Linked DNA regions of Sus scrofa: regions 1 and 3 are each linked to region 2. The links are chromatin contacts, called in public HiChIP or PLAC-seq maps. All regions are on one chromosome and are shown on one strand. The core of a region is the stretch at or near the end of the contact, and the rest is flanking DNA. Distances in the headings are between cores, read along the strand shown. Region 1 holds the start of SRSF12 (serine and arginine rich splicing factor 12). Region 2 holds the start of UBE2J1 (ubiquitin conjugating enzyme E2 J1). Region 3 holds the start of PM20D2 (peptidase M20 domain-containing protein 2).

Region 1 (4,493 bases), core at 1,127-3,626, 200 kb after region 2:
ATATGTATATGACTGGGTTGCTTTGCTGTACAGCAGAAATTGACACAACATTGTAAATCAACTATACTTAATAAAAAATTTAAAAACTATTAAATGAAAAGGAAGCAGTAGTTGCTTTAAAGAACAATAATACATTCGACTCTGTGGTACAACAAGTACTATAGTTATTAAACAATTGTCAGACTTTGCCAGTTGTATACTCCTTGGGAATTCTCTGACAATTTAGAGTGAACATTAATTCTCCCAACCCTGTAGGGTTCCATTTAATGCCTTACAGCAATGATTCATTAAAGCGATAGTTTTACTAAATGTACCTAGCTAATTTCTAGGACTTAGGGTAAATATATCACGAGCCTGGCGACAGGCAGGGTATTTAGTCTTGACCTAGCCTTTTCCCTGCTTCTTTAAGAATATCCAGAACGCCAAAGAAAAGGTAAAAGCGCATCAGTTACTCAACTGGTTTAAGGATCTGGTCCATGTGTAACTACTGTCTGTGCCTGATGATGGAGGAAGCAAGGAAGATCCTCCCTTAGTGCCTTCACAGGGACTGTGGCTGTGCCGATACCTTGGTTTCAGACTTTTGGCTTCCAAAACTGTGAGGGAATACATTTCTGTCATATTCAACCACTGAATTATGGTAATTTCTTTCAACAGCCCTACCAAACCACTATAGTTAGCCTTCTAAACTCTTCTATTATACACGCAGCCTGCTCTCCAGCCACCTTTTCCTGTTCGTCTCCAGCTTCATGCTCCTGTTTGCCTCTTTTCCTTTCCTGTATTGCCTCAAAGCCTTTGCACATGCTGTTCCAGTGTGTGAATTGCTCTTCCTTCTTCAAATAGCTCTCCAAGATTTCTTCAGGGAAAAGTTCAAGGACCCTCTAGCCCTGCTTGCCAGCCCCCATTAGGTCCCCTCTTGGCAGCATACAACTCATTTCATAGCCCTTAGCATAATTTGTACCTTTATTAGTGTGATAATCAGATTCTGCTTCTCTACCAAATTGTAAGCTTCATGAGAACAAGAACATCCCTCTCCCCTCTTACAGCCCCAGTCTAGTCCTGAGCTTGCTATGCCATAGCAATCACTTTTTGGATGAATGGCCACTGTTCCAGAGGCATCTCCAGACCTTGGCAGACTCTCACAGTCTTTGAGACAGCTGTGGGCTAGGTAGGATGATCATATTATTTACCCTCCAAAATCCACCACTTCTGAGAATGAAAAGGGGTGCGATTAATGATTACAGGTCACCTGGTTACAGTCCTACGTGTAAGGAGTTGTCCAGATCAAAAGAACAAATGTGAAGGCAGGAGGATAACTAGAATGGGATGCAACTAGAAAGGGACGTGCTACATTTTGGAAAGAGAGGGAGAAGATCATTTAAATTTGCTTAATTGCCTCTGCAATTTTCTTTGCTTTCTTCTACACCATTATTGTCTGGCCTTCTCTCAAGAATGTAAACCCTTATAGCACAAGTGGATTAAGGATCCAGCATTGTCCCTGCACCACCTTGGGTCGCTGCTGTGGCTTGGGTTTGATTCCTGGTCTGGGAATTTCCAGACGCCAGGAAGAGCTAAAAAAAAAAAGCCCTATGAGGTCTGGGACTTGACCTCTTGTTTGTTGCTCTGTCTCACACTTAGAAAATTCCCTGTTGCATAGCAGGTGCTCAATAAACATCTAAATGAACGGACCCACAGCTGAATGCTGTATCCTAAACGAATAATGGATGAAGAATCAAAACAAACCGAAAACCAAAAAAAAAAAAAAAAAAAAAAAAAAAAAAATCCTTACAGTTAGAAAGCCTATGAGTTTCAACACTAATAGGGGGCAAGAGGCGGAACTGCCAAGGTCTTGGGCTAAGGTTGCAAGAATGAAGGCCCCAGTGGCCCCTAGGCTGTTGCGCAGTTGAACCGAGCCTTCACTTCACCATCCACCCATTCTCGACACCCTCTCTCTGGATGATAGCCCCAGGCCCTCCGCCTCAGCCCCTTGGACCCCTGTAGTCTCTGCCCTGCTCGGACGCTCTGACCCCAGCCTCCCGCTTCCGAGAATCCCATTCGAACTGGGACTTCCGTCCCACCCCTTCCGTAATCTCCTCCGCCAGGCATCCCCAACCGCCCCCATCTCAGGTTGCCGAGAATCCCAGGACCCCGCGTTTCCCCTTCCCCGGATCTCCTCGGCCCCGCCCCCGGCCCCGCCCCCTCCCTCGCGTGGTCCACGGACGACTCGCGCGGCACCGCGCTCCCCCTGCGCCCGCCTCTGCGGCTGCGCGCTGGTGGGGCCGAAGCTGAGGGGAGGGGGTCGTGCTGGGGGCGGGCGGAGCTGCTGTGGCGGCGGCGGGAGACGGAGTGAGCCCGGTGGCTGCGGGCAGACCCGGAGGGAACGGAGGTAGTGGTCATGTCTCGCTACACGAGGCCTCCCAACACGTCCCTGTTCGTCAGGAACGTCGCGGACGCCACCAGGTGAGCAGCGACGGGGCCGCAGGTTGGGCGCGGGGGAGGGGCGGGTACCGGCCGCGGCGCGGAGCCTGGCAGCGGCTTGGCAAATCTGCCCCGCAGCTCTCCGCCGGCCAGGCCGAGGCTCCCGGCGGAAGAGCTCTTCCTGGGGCCAGTGGAAGCGCTCGCGCTACTCGGGGCCTGGGCGGGACTGGCGCCTCCGCCCTCCAGGCTGGCGTTCCGCCCCGGCGCAGCACCGCGTCCCGGCCCCTCGGGCGGGCCGGTGCCCATCCCCTCTGCGAGGACCGCCGGGGCGCTGGCTGCCCCTTGCCTGGGAACCCGGCTTCCTCCCCGCCTCGGGCTCCGCGTGTTTTTCTCAGGCGGGTGCCTGCATCTCAGTCCCTTTGTCGCCTTACCGGGATAAAGCCGCGCGTCTTACCGCCTAGATGGGAAGGAATTGGGGATGGTGAGGACGTGTTACAGAATAATGCGCACCTTGGGCCTTGCGATTCCCTTTCCCAGTAGTAAGTAGTCTTGTCTACTTACAGGTGGTGCTGGTTAAATTTTATATGTTGCACAATTTTATAGTATGTACAAAAGGATACTATATAACTTCAATGATTGAGGTTTATATGGTTTTCTTTAAAGTTCTGAGTGCAATATAAACATCCATCATAATGGTTTGGATAGACTTCTCTGGTCAATTCTGATGCTCTCAGCACCACCCCCCCGCCCTTGGAGAATTCATTCGACGTGGTACCTAAATGTAGATCTTAAGAAATGACTTCATATAGCAGTGTCTTCCTCCCTCACTAGGAGCCAGAAGGAATGCGGGGGGCATTGGGGTAAGGGGCATTAATAGACATTTTCATATCACTGGGTTTATACTTAATTTACTCCCCAGGCCCCCCTGACCCCAGTCATTATATATATGCAAGATTATTTTATTATACACAAGGGAAAGTTAAAACTCAGAGTTTTAGTGATTTAACCCGGGGTTTCACGGCTAGAAATATATTGGAGCCCTTGAATCCAGAGCTATCAGGAGTAATCATCATGATTTACCTTTGAGAAGTGAATGTTAACGGTTTAAAAATTTGAGCCCTGCTATTATATGTGTCACAACTATAGACTGTGAGTTAATATACCTTAATTAACCTCCAAAAGATGCCTCTGCTTATATTTCTTCTCTCAACCTGTTTATCAATACATTACATTACAAAACAGGCAAAATTTATAACTTGGGTAAAGTTTAAAAAAAAATTCCCACCGTTAAAAAGACTGCTAGAGGAGTTCCCGTCGTGGCTCAGTGGTTAACTAATCCGACCAGGAACCATGAGGTTGCGGGTTTGATCCCTGGCCTTGCTCAGTGGGTTAAGGATCCGGCGTTGCCATGAGCTATGGTGTAGGTCGCAGCCGCGGCTCGGATCCCGCGTTGCTGTGGCTGTGGCTACAGTTCTGATTGGACCACTAGCTTGGGAACCTTCATATGCTGCAGGAGCGCCCTAGAAAAGGCAAAAAGACAAAAAAAAAAAAAAAGGACTACTAGAATATTGAATAATCTCAAGCCTCTCCAGTGTGTCTACAACAAAGAATGAAAGGTTTCCAATTCTAATGTGCCACGGGGGCCAGCCAGGTAATATGAATAAATTGTCAAGTTATGGCATGATAGGATGGTGTGGACTGTGGCAAATAGAAAAGAACCGGTGCCATCTCAAGGGGACAAGGGCTGCTACCAAGTTTCAGCTGGTAACTACTAGGTAGGCACTTGAACTTGTTGCCACATCTTCTTAATTTTCAAAAGAAGTCAGAAGTCTGTATTTTGTCTGTGTAAACACTGTTTAAAAATGTTGGCATATATTAAGTTGAATCATATGAAATTCCCACTTTTGTAGATTTAAGCGCTGTAAAATATTGACAGTTTCATATTTTAACATTTTAAACATCATGCTGACCACATAAAACATATGTGCAGGTGATACATGGCCTCTGATCTAGATAATCAAGACTGGTGATTGAGATTTATTGATTTATTTTTCATTTTTTTTCCACCACTTTCTAGC
Region 2 (4,193 bases), core at 1,495-3,994:
TGGTAACTTGAGCACAAGATTACTGGACCCTGCCCTGTCACCTCACCATTGAACAAACAGAAGAAAGTCACACACCCTGCAGCCCTAAAATTCTCCCCGCAAAACCACCAGGGAATTCAGGTTTTTTGAGCACGAGCCATCTGTTCTTGCTTGGCCCTTACAGTAAACTGTTCTCCACTCCATACCTCCTCCCCGACTCCAGCCCCAGGTGAGGCACACGAATTTGTGTGCAGTAACAGTAGTACCTGCCTCAAAAGCCTCTCCATCCTGAGACCTACCACACAAATGCCCACTTTTGCAGAGCTGTGGTACAGAGAGCATGTCAAGTGTTAGACAATTTGAAGATTCAACACAAAGAATAAGTGAATGAAGCAGCTTATTGGGGTTTGGTTTTGGATGCATATCTGGGCCAATCAAGTTATCAGTTTACTTTTCAGAAAACATTATCATGGAATGGTTTGAAAGATACTATCTAGTTTTATCTTCATCCTCCACTTCCCACACCCTTTCTAAATTTAAATTTCACTCTTTACAAAGGGTTGCTGATACAATCTGATACCAAGAATTCTATTCACTTTTTTTTTTTTTTTTTTGCTTTTTAGGGCCAAACCCGCGGCATATGGAGGTTCCCAGGCTAGGGGTCTAATTGGAGCTGTAGCTGCCGACCTACGCCATAGCCACAGCCACAGCAATGCAGGATCCCAGCTGTGTCTGCGACCTACACCACAGGTCACAGCACCGGATCCTTAACCCACTGAGCAAGGCCAGAGATTGAACCCACAATCTCATGGTTCCTAGTTGGTTTCGTTTCCGCTGCGCCACTAGGGGAACTCCTTGATTCACTTTAGATTCTTAATTTTAACAATAGAAAGTGTAGGGGTGGAAATAATCTTCCCTCTACCCTTATGAGTTCTCACCTGAGACCCCTTGTAATAGATGATCAAGAGAAAAACAAACAAGCTAAGTGCCTAGATTGACTGAAGTCACCACCTTAATTACTATCTTCAGCCAAAGACAAAAGAAAGTTGTAGGGTGTATGGAGGGAGGCCAGTTACGGAGGTTTGGGGAAAAGCACCTAAACAAGGGTAAAGATTGTTTGGCACACTTGTCAGTACTTTCCCCATTGAGATTCTTTTGCAATTTAGAATCAACCTTCTTTTCCAGGTACCTTGAGGGAGACATTTACAACAGTAAATTTCCCTTAGAAAAGAGTAACTTCTGGAGTTCCCTGGTGGCTCAGTGGGTTAAGGATTTGGTGTTATTGCTGTGGCTCAGGACATGGCTGTGGCTGGCCAGGAACTTCCAAGTTCCATACCCCTCCTCCCCCAAAGGGGTTAACTTTGACTCTATTTTCAGAGTCTCCAGAGCCTGCTCTTTCTCAGAAATAATCAGCTTAAAATAATCCTTATGCCAAAGAGGCATATTTTGGGGTAGCATATTCTGCAGCTTTTCAAAAAAAGTTTTCTATTTTTACATAGCAAAGCTTAACCAACCTGATTAACCCTCTTCAACCCCACCTGAAATTCTTTCCTTCCCTTTTATCCTCAGCACTATCCCAATTCTCCCTCTTTTTTTTTTTAGGGTCTGCATTCCTGGTATATGGAAATTCCCAGGCTAGGGGGTCCAGTCCGACTTGCAGCTGTGGGCTTAGGCCACAGCCAGCCGATATTCCGGGTCCTTAACCCATTGAGCAAGGCCAGGGATTGAACCCGCACCCTCACGGATACTAGTCGGGTTCTTAACCCGCTGAGCCACAACGAACTCCCCTCTCTTTTTCTACCTCTTTGCTCCTCTAAGCCTTCAGGACCCACAGTCCTGTCCTCTTTTTCTCCATTCCACTCTACAGTGAAGCCCGAAGTGTTTTTCCTCTGAAGTTAAACTTTTCTTATTTACATGGTTCCCCCAAATTCAATTCTTAAAAAAAAAAAAAAAAAAAAAAAAACCCAAATATTTAAGTGCCTTGCTTCTAAGCACATTTGTCTGGGGGAAAAAAATTGTTAAAAACCCTCCTCAATCCCTTATCACTGGATTTTCCCTTCCCTACTTTAACTGTTTCCACTCCAAACAGCTACTGATCTAAAACGCACTCGGCGGGGTGCAAGAGGACCTGGGAGCCGCGGGCGGCTCTGAACGGGGTCTCCAGGGCCCGGGCCCACACCTCCCGCCACCAGGAGGACCAGGACGCTTCCGGCCGTGCCTGAGCCCCGCGACTTCCTGGGGACCCTGGATGGGCCGGGCGGAAGGTCGACCTCCGGAGGGCCCGGGCGAGAGGAAGACCTGGGCGCCGCCCGCTCTCGCAGATCCCGGAGCCGGCTTCGCAGGGCCGGCGGAGTGACCAGCGGCCGCGCGACCGACTGCCACGAAGCGACTGCCACGTCAGGGTAACTTCACAAAACCCAGGCGAGGGCGGGTGACGCAGGACGGGCGGCCGCGGCGGGGGTGGGCCCGCGGCCAGGCGAGTAGGCTGACCTCCAGCCCGCGCCCGGCTTCAGCGACACCCGGGCCGGCGCTGGCGCCCGCCCGACCCTCAGGGAGGCGGGGGAGCAGCGGAGGAGGCGGAGCCCGCGCCCCGCCCGCGCCCTCCTACCCCGGCCGCAGTCCCCGCCAGGGCTGGGCGGCATCCGCGGAGGCTCCTCGGCCAGGCCGGGTCTGCTGGAGCCGCGCTGACACCCCGGCGGCGGCGGCGCGCAGAGGCAGCGGCGGGCGGCAGGCTGGGAGACCGGAGCCGGGCCAGCGACCTGCCATGGAGACTCGCTACAACCTGAAGAGCCCAGGTGAGCGGAGCTGCGGGCGGGTTGCGGCGCCGCACGGGGCGGGAGGGAGGAGTGACCGGGATCCCGGGCCCCGCGCCGCGGTCTCGTCCGGTCAGCCGCCGCTCGCGGCTCAGCTCCGGGTTTCGCGCTCTACGCGAGGCCGCCGCCTGCCGGGGTGGTGCAGGCCGCGGAGCCAGGCGATCGGGCGGGCATCGGCTGCGAAACCTGCGGACTGCCCGCCGCACCCCGACTGCCCTTCCCTCCATTTCGTTGCGTAGAGCTGGGTTATCCGTTCGGCGCTGAGAACAGGTGTAAAGGTGATGTCTGGGGTAATAGTTAACAGCCTCTTGCCCTACCTGCGCCCGGGACACCGCCTTTAGCCCTTCTTCGTCGCCGCCACCGGACTTTTATTAGCTGTTTGATTCACTCTCCTTTGAGGATTTAGTTTAAATGTTCTGTTTGCAGGATTTGGGGTGAATAGAATGAAGGAAGTGTTCTGGACCAAACCAGTTAACCAAAAAGCTAAGAAAACTAGTAGAGCTAACCATGATTTTTGCCATCCTGACGAGTATGATATATGTCCATATTCAGACATAAAAACTTCCTTTCCTGTATTTAATGCCCCTGTGTCACTCACGGAAGCAGCCAAACAATTCCAGCCTCCACTTCTTTACTAGTGTATTATAAAGATGCACGAAAAGTAACCAGCTCTCTCAGATTAAGACAGGCTTGGAACAAATCTTTGGATTCTATAAAATGGTATTTATTCTTTCCGTACCTTGATAAATGTGTTAGGAGGAGAAACTCTACACTTCAGTTGTAAGTGATAATCCTAGAACATTAGAGATGGTTTGACCAACTCTTGCTGCTCACTTTTTTCCCCTTCCAAAGAAGCAGCTTAGTAAGAATCAGCAAGATTAGCGTGCCCCTGGAAAGAGTATTTTGAGTCCTTGATTTTTTAAAAATATCTTAAAAACATGCAAAGCCTCCAGAAAAGCCGGAGAATACTGGCTGAATAGAGCTTTGTTAACCTGAGTGCTGTCAGACTAAGAAACGTTCTTAGGTAACCAAGTGTTGTAGAATAGGTCATAACATTTTTGGGGGCGGGGCATAGACACATTTAAAAATCTGGCGAAGGCTATTTATAGATTCACTTTCTGTGAATTCATGACCCCTGCCCCCAGCCCATCTCTTAAGAACACCAGAAAAAAGAGGCAGAGGTGGATCAAAGAGAAAGAGGGAAAGAAAAGTTTAATTTTAAGGTTAGGTGTTAGAATGATTCAACTGTTAGGATTGTGCTAGGTTTTTTTTTTGTCTTTTTGTTGTTGTTGCTATTTCTTGGGCCGCTCCCGCGGCATATGGAGGTTCCCAGGCTAGGGGTTGAATCGGAGCTGTAGCCACCGGCCTACGCCAGAGCCACAGCAACTCGGGATCCGAGCC
Region 3 (4,594 bases), core at 577-3,076, 180 kb after region 2:
CAGGATCAAGCTACTTCTTAAAACGCGAAATAAACATGACTTAAGGATCTACTCATCTATGTAATTAATGTTCACTTTCTTCCCGTTGTTTGTACACTTCTTGAGGTTCCGTAGTTTAAACGACTGAAAATTTCTTATCCAAATGCCAGTGATTCACAACAGCTCCTAGGACTTCCACAACCAAAGATTTTTCTGGATCCTAACAAAGAGGGTCTGTAGTTTCCCTACAATAACTACTTCCTCCAGAGACTGCACAACCTTATCAGCAAATTGCGGTTCCCTGATACCAAAAATAAGCCATCACGAAAACCAGGCGTGGTTCTAAGTTATTTCCTAAAGGAGAAAGTCCACTCCAGTGTTTACAACAACGCAGGAAAGAAAAGGCAAAAATCTGCAAAATGTCGCCAGGTCGGCAACTCAGGAACTATAAACTTTGATCCTGGGCTTCTGCCCACTAGCAAAGGCCAGGTGGTCGAGTGCTTTCCCCTACACCTGCGCCGCGCTGGCAAGGGACGGATGCTCAGGGAAACCGCACTTCTGCGGTTGGTCCCGGCCTGGACAGGCGATGGGAGCCCCCCGCTCGGGCCCCACCTCACCTTCACCGGCAGAGGCGGCCCAGGGAGGCTCTCCAGGCACCCCTTCACACCCAGGGCGGCCGCCGCCCCGACCTCGGCGATTAGGTTATGGCCGCAGGCGTGCCCGATGTCGGGCAGCGCGTCGTACTCGCAAAGGAAGCCCAGGTGCAGCGGGCGCGTCGCCGCCAACCCCCGCGGCGGCGGCCCCCACTCGGCGCGGAAGGCCGTGGCCAGCTGGTAGTGCGGCTGCACGGCCCACGACCCGGCCGGGGGCTCGCTCTCGAAGAAGCGCGTCAGCACGCCGTGGGCATGGTGCTCCTCGTAGGCCAACTCCGGCTTGTTCCAGATCGCTCGGCTCAGAGCCCCCAGGCGCTCGGCCGCTTCGTCGATGCAATCCGCGGCGCGCAGCTTCAACAGCTCCAGCTGGGAGACGCCGACGCAGGCGCCCCCCTCCACGGGCCGCTCCTCTTCGGGTCTCATCGTGCCCACAGCTGCCAGCCGGTCAGCGCTCCTCGGGACGGCCGGCTGGATCCCTCCCTCCTCGCGGCCCACTGCGCCTGCGCACGCGCTGGGCGTCCTCTCAGGTTGTCTCCACAGCTCCCGGGAGACCCGCTCCCAAGCCGCGGGCCCCGCCTCCAGCGTATCACCAGAAACGTGCTCCGCCCCTTCTGCAGCCAGCAGAAACCCGCTCCCTAGGAAGACATCGGGTTCTGAGAGTCCTCGTCTCGGATCCATACCCTTGACTGTTCTGACTACTGACTTATACTCTAAGGTCGTTATTACATTTCCACTGTTGCTTATCTCCACAACCTCGGAATGAGAACGGTTTCATTGGCTATTAGGCATCAGGGGCAGACCAAGTGGAACACAGTCCACGGCAAAAGGCCGCTTTCCTTTCTAGATTAGTAATACAGATTTATATAAGGTTTTTAGTTCATAAACTGGGTGTCAATATAAATGCTTTACAAAAAAACCCTCTGGACTATAGACTTTGCAGTTACTTAAGTTTTCAGTACTGCCCTGCATTCTTCTCCTTGAGGGTGCTGTCTTGTATAATAGCTGTAAATACTCTATGTGGCTTTCTTATTAGAATCAAAACTTACTAGTGTCTAGAACAGTACGTGGCGTTTGTAGTAAGCACTAGACATGTATTAGCTATTATAGTCTGAATAGAATTAAGAATTTAAAATGAGATTTTTTTAAAGCCCAAAAGAAAGAATTAATGAAAATATTTGTAGTCTTATATATTCATATTATTTTGTTGATTTGTGTTATTTTTAATAATAAAAGCTTTGAGAGAGAAGCTATTTTCTGACTATTTTTGATTACAACTTTGAGCCTGAACTCAAGTAACACGATGTGTGCCATTGGTGTGCACATTATAACTGGGTTTTAGATTACCCAATGAAGAAATTCAAGATGCTTGTGCTCCTGTTTTTCTCCTGTGAAGCACAAAGCTTGAAAAACTGTTGTTGATGATATAGCTATTAATAGTACTGTAGAAATTTATATTTTAAAGGTGTTCTACATAGCAAGAGCTTTCCTCAGCTTTTTATACTTTATCATCTCTTAATTTGTCAAAATAATGTTAAATGGAACACAATATATTTATATAATAAGACAAATGTATTTCTTGAAAATAAGTCTAAAGGAAGCTAATATTCACAAAGACTGTCTACTACTGTTTTTATCTACTAACCGTACTAACAATACCAGAGTCACATTCTAAATCTGAAAATGTATCATCCCTTAGTTAACACTCTAACTGAAACTCAGCCCTAAGGATGACAAATGTGGTATTAAATTCCTGGACCCCCTTGTCTATGCTTAATAAACCTCACCTTCCTCAAAGTAAAACAAACAAACAAAAAACACCTAACTCATATATACTTCTGCAAAATTCCCGTCTGTGAGATTCAGTGCTACTGTGCTCAGGTAGTTGGCTTAAAAAAAAAAAAAAAAAAAAAAAAAAGGCCTTGTTTGAACAAAAATAATAGGTGACGTTTATAGAGCCCTTACTCTGTGGCAGGAACTTAACATGTGCTAAGTGCTTTGCAGGTATTAACTCATTTAATTCTCATAACAATTTATGAGATTGTTACTATGTCTATCTTCACTTTATAGAGACACTGTCCAAGATTACACAGCTAGTAAGTAGTGGATCCAGTATAGAACAGAAGCCAGTCTGGCTCCAGTGGCCTACTTTTAGCCACCATGCTCCACTGTTAATGTAAGCAGACATCCAAATTTTAAATGCAGCTACAGCTTGTCAATTTACATCAGAACCCATATCACTCATTTTGAATAAAACTACTGCAGCAACCCTGGCTGTTGACATTAGTAGTACCCATTTTGCTTGCTTTATCAACAAACAACAACAGAAAAGGGGTGCATATAAATTCTGTATAGAAGCTGCTATTTATATTTTTTGCTAGGAATTAACAAAGCTGTTGCCTGAGGTGGAGAATAGGTTCACTTCAGGCTTTGTTCTCTGTGTGTGCAGGTGCATGCATGCATGTATGTCTTGTGTTTCCATTGTTGGCAGCCAGTATTTCTTATGGTGCTTTGTATCCTTGAATTTGTTTAATAAGTGGTGATAATTTGTTGAATGTTTATCTTCACCTCCAGTCTTGAAACTCTTTTGCTTTCCCACCATGTTCTCCAGCATCTAACAAAGTATGGTGGTGATACAGTCCTTCCATGTCAATAAACATTTGGTGGCTGATTACTCTTCTTGAATCTAATAAGCAAATTGATCAATGAGAGCAATTAACCATTCAACTATGCTAGCTACTAGCAGACACTGTGTTTATCAATGTTATGTTTCTCCCTAGACTTCACAGTCCTTTACCTATGGGAGCTGATGGACAGGAAGAATGGTTTGTGAAACCTGGTGGAGTTGGTCATAGGGCCTTCTTGAAACTGACCAGCTCAGTAATTCTTACTATCACTTTCATTTATATCCATAATGTTCATATGACTGTCTGCCTCTGTATGCTGCTACTAAGGAGCCTGTGATTCTTTTTAGAAACATTAAAACATTTAGAATACTTCTCTTCCTTTAGTGAGGGCTAAATCTGAAAAAATAATACAGGACCTGGAATTTAGTATTAGGGTGTTAATTTTAATCTCTGTGTTGGAGGGGAGGTGGGTAGAAAGAGTTCTCACTGAAGGACTAGTTTTAAAGTACAAAGATCCCTCTTTTCTCACTGCTCAGAAAATGAACTGCCATGACACCAGCCTTTCAGAATACGAAATTCATGGCAAATGAGTGCTTTGGTGGGAAGAATAGATCAAATATTTCCCTTACCTTGGAAGAGCAATGTTATTCACGACTGCAGGACTAGCCAAATTGTATGACTTTACTGGATATTATTCTGGACTTCAGGCTCAGAATTCCTTTTGGCAAGACAACAGACTTGATATGGTTGATATTCTTTTAACTAGGATAAAATAAGATAATAAAATCCTCAATATAAGACTTGCAAAGCATGACCTAAATGAGAAGAAAAAAATATGTTGAGAACCCAGAAAAAAATGGAATGAAAAACAATATAGCATGTAAAGAAACCACTTCGGATGTAAGGTGTTGGAAAAGCTGGCTCTCATTTGGCAGAAAGCAGTAAACCAAGAAAGCAGGTCAGAGAAAATGCATTTTGAATGGAGATGAAGGGACATAGAGGAATTGCGCACATATTGTTAAGAGAATAAAACTTTATTCAGACAATGGGTAACTATTGGATGTTATTAAGCAGGAGAGAAGTAAAACCAGATTTTTGTTCTGGAAGAATAATTGATGACAATGTGGGGGATAAATGAAAACAGAGAGACGCTGGTCTGAGACAAGCTAAAAGCTTGCTGCAGAGTCCTTGGAGTCCAGAAACATTCCACAGACAGAAGTGGCCAGACTTGATGCCTCACTGAATGTGTTTGGGGCAAGGGGACATGATGGAGAAAAAGAGGCAAGATGACTGGGGTTTCTAGTGTGACCAGCTGGACTGATGGTAAAGTCATTCAAC

The links. HiChIP or PLAC-seq counts read pairs in DNA pulled down with a chosen protein or histone mark.
Region 1: a contact with region 2 is called in an H3K27ac HiChIP or PLAC-seq map of alveolar macrophages. The contact joins the promoter of SRSF12 here to the promoter of UBE2J1 in region 2. A contact is called at or near these places in 4 of 47 Hi-C or Micro-C datasets (embryonic fibroblasts, epiblast stem cells, fetal skeletal muscle and 1 more) and 2 of 2 datasets of contacts at active chromatin or transcription factors (alveolar macrophages and skeletal muscle).
Region 3: an H3K27ac HiChIP or PLAC-seq map of alveolar macrophages shows a contact between it and region 2. The contact joins the promoter of PM20D2 here to the promoter of UBE2J1 in region 2. A contact is called at or near these places in 1 of 5 promoter capture datasets (fetal liver), 2 of 47 Hi-C or Micro-C datasets (heart right ventricle and skeletal muscle) and 2 of 2 datasets of contacts at active chromatin or transcription factors (alveolar macrophages and skeletal muscle).

The regions. Positions count from the first base shown.
Region 1 is chr1:57,163,572-57,168,064 of Sscrofa11.1, reverse strand. SRSF12 (serine and arginine rich splicing factor 12) reads left to right here and starts at 2,376. Exons shown (of 5, transcript NM_001195598.1): 1 at 2,376-2,457. The coding sequence starts at 2,393.
Region 2 is chr1:57,362,814-57,367,006 of Sscrofa11.1, reverse strand. UBE2J1 (ubiquitin conjugating enzyme E2 J1) reads left to right here and starts at 2,744. Exons shown (of 8, transcript NM_001077219.1): 1 at 2,744-2,774. The coding sequence starts at 2,744.
Region 3 is chr1:57,185,251-57,189,844 of Sscrofa11.1, reverse strand. It overlaps PM20D2 (peptidase M20 domain-containing protein 2), which reads right to left and starts at 1,826. Exons shown (of 7, transcript XM_013992683.2): 1 at 597-1,826. The coding sequence starts at 1,310.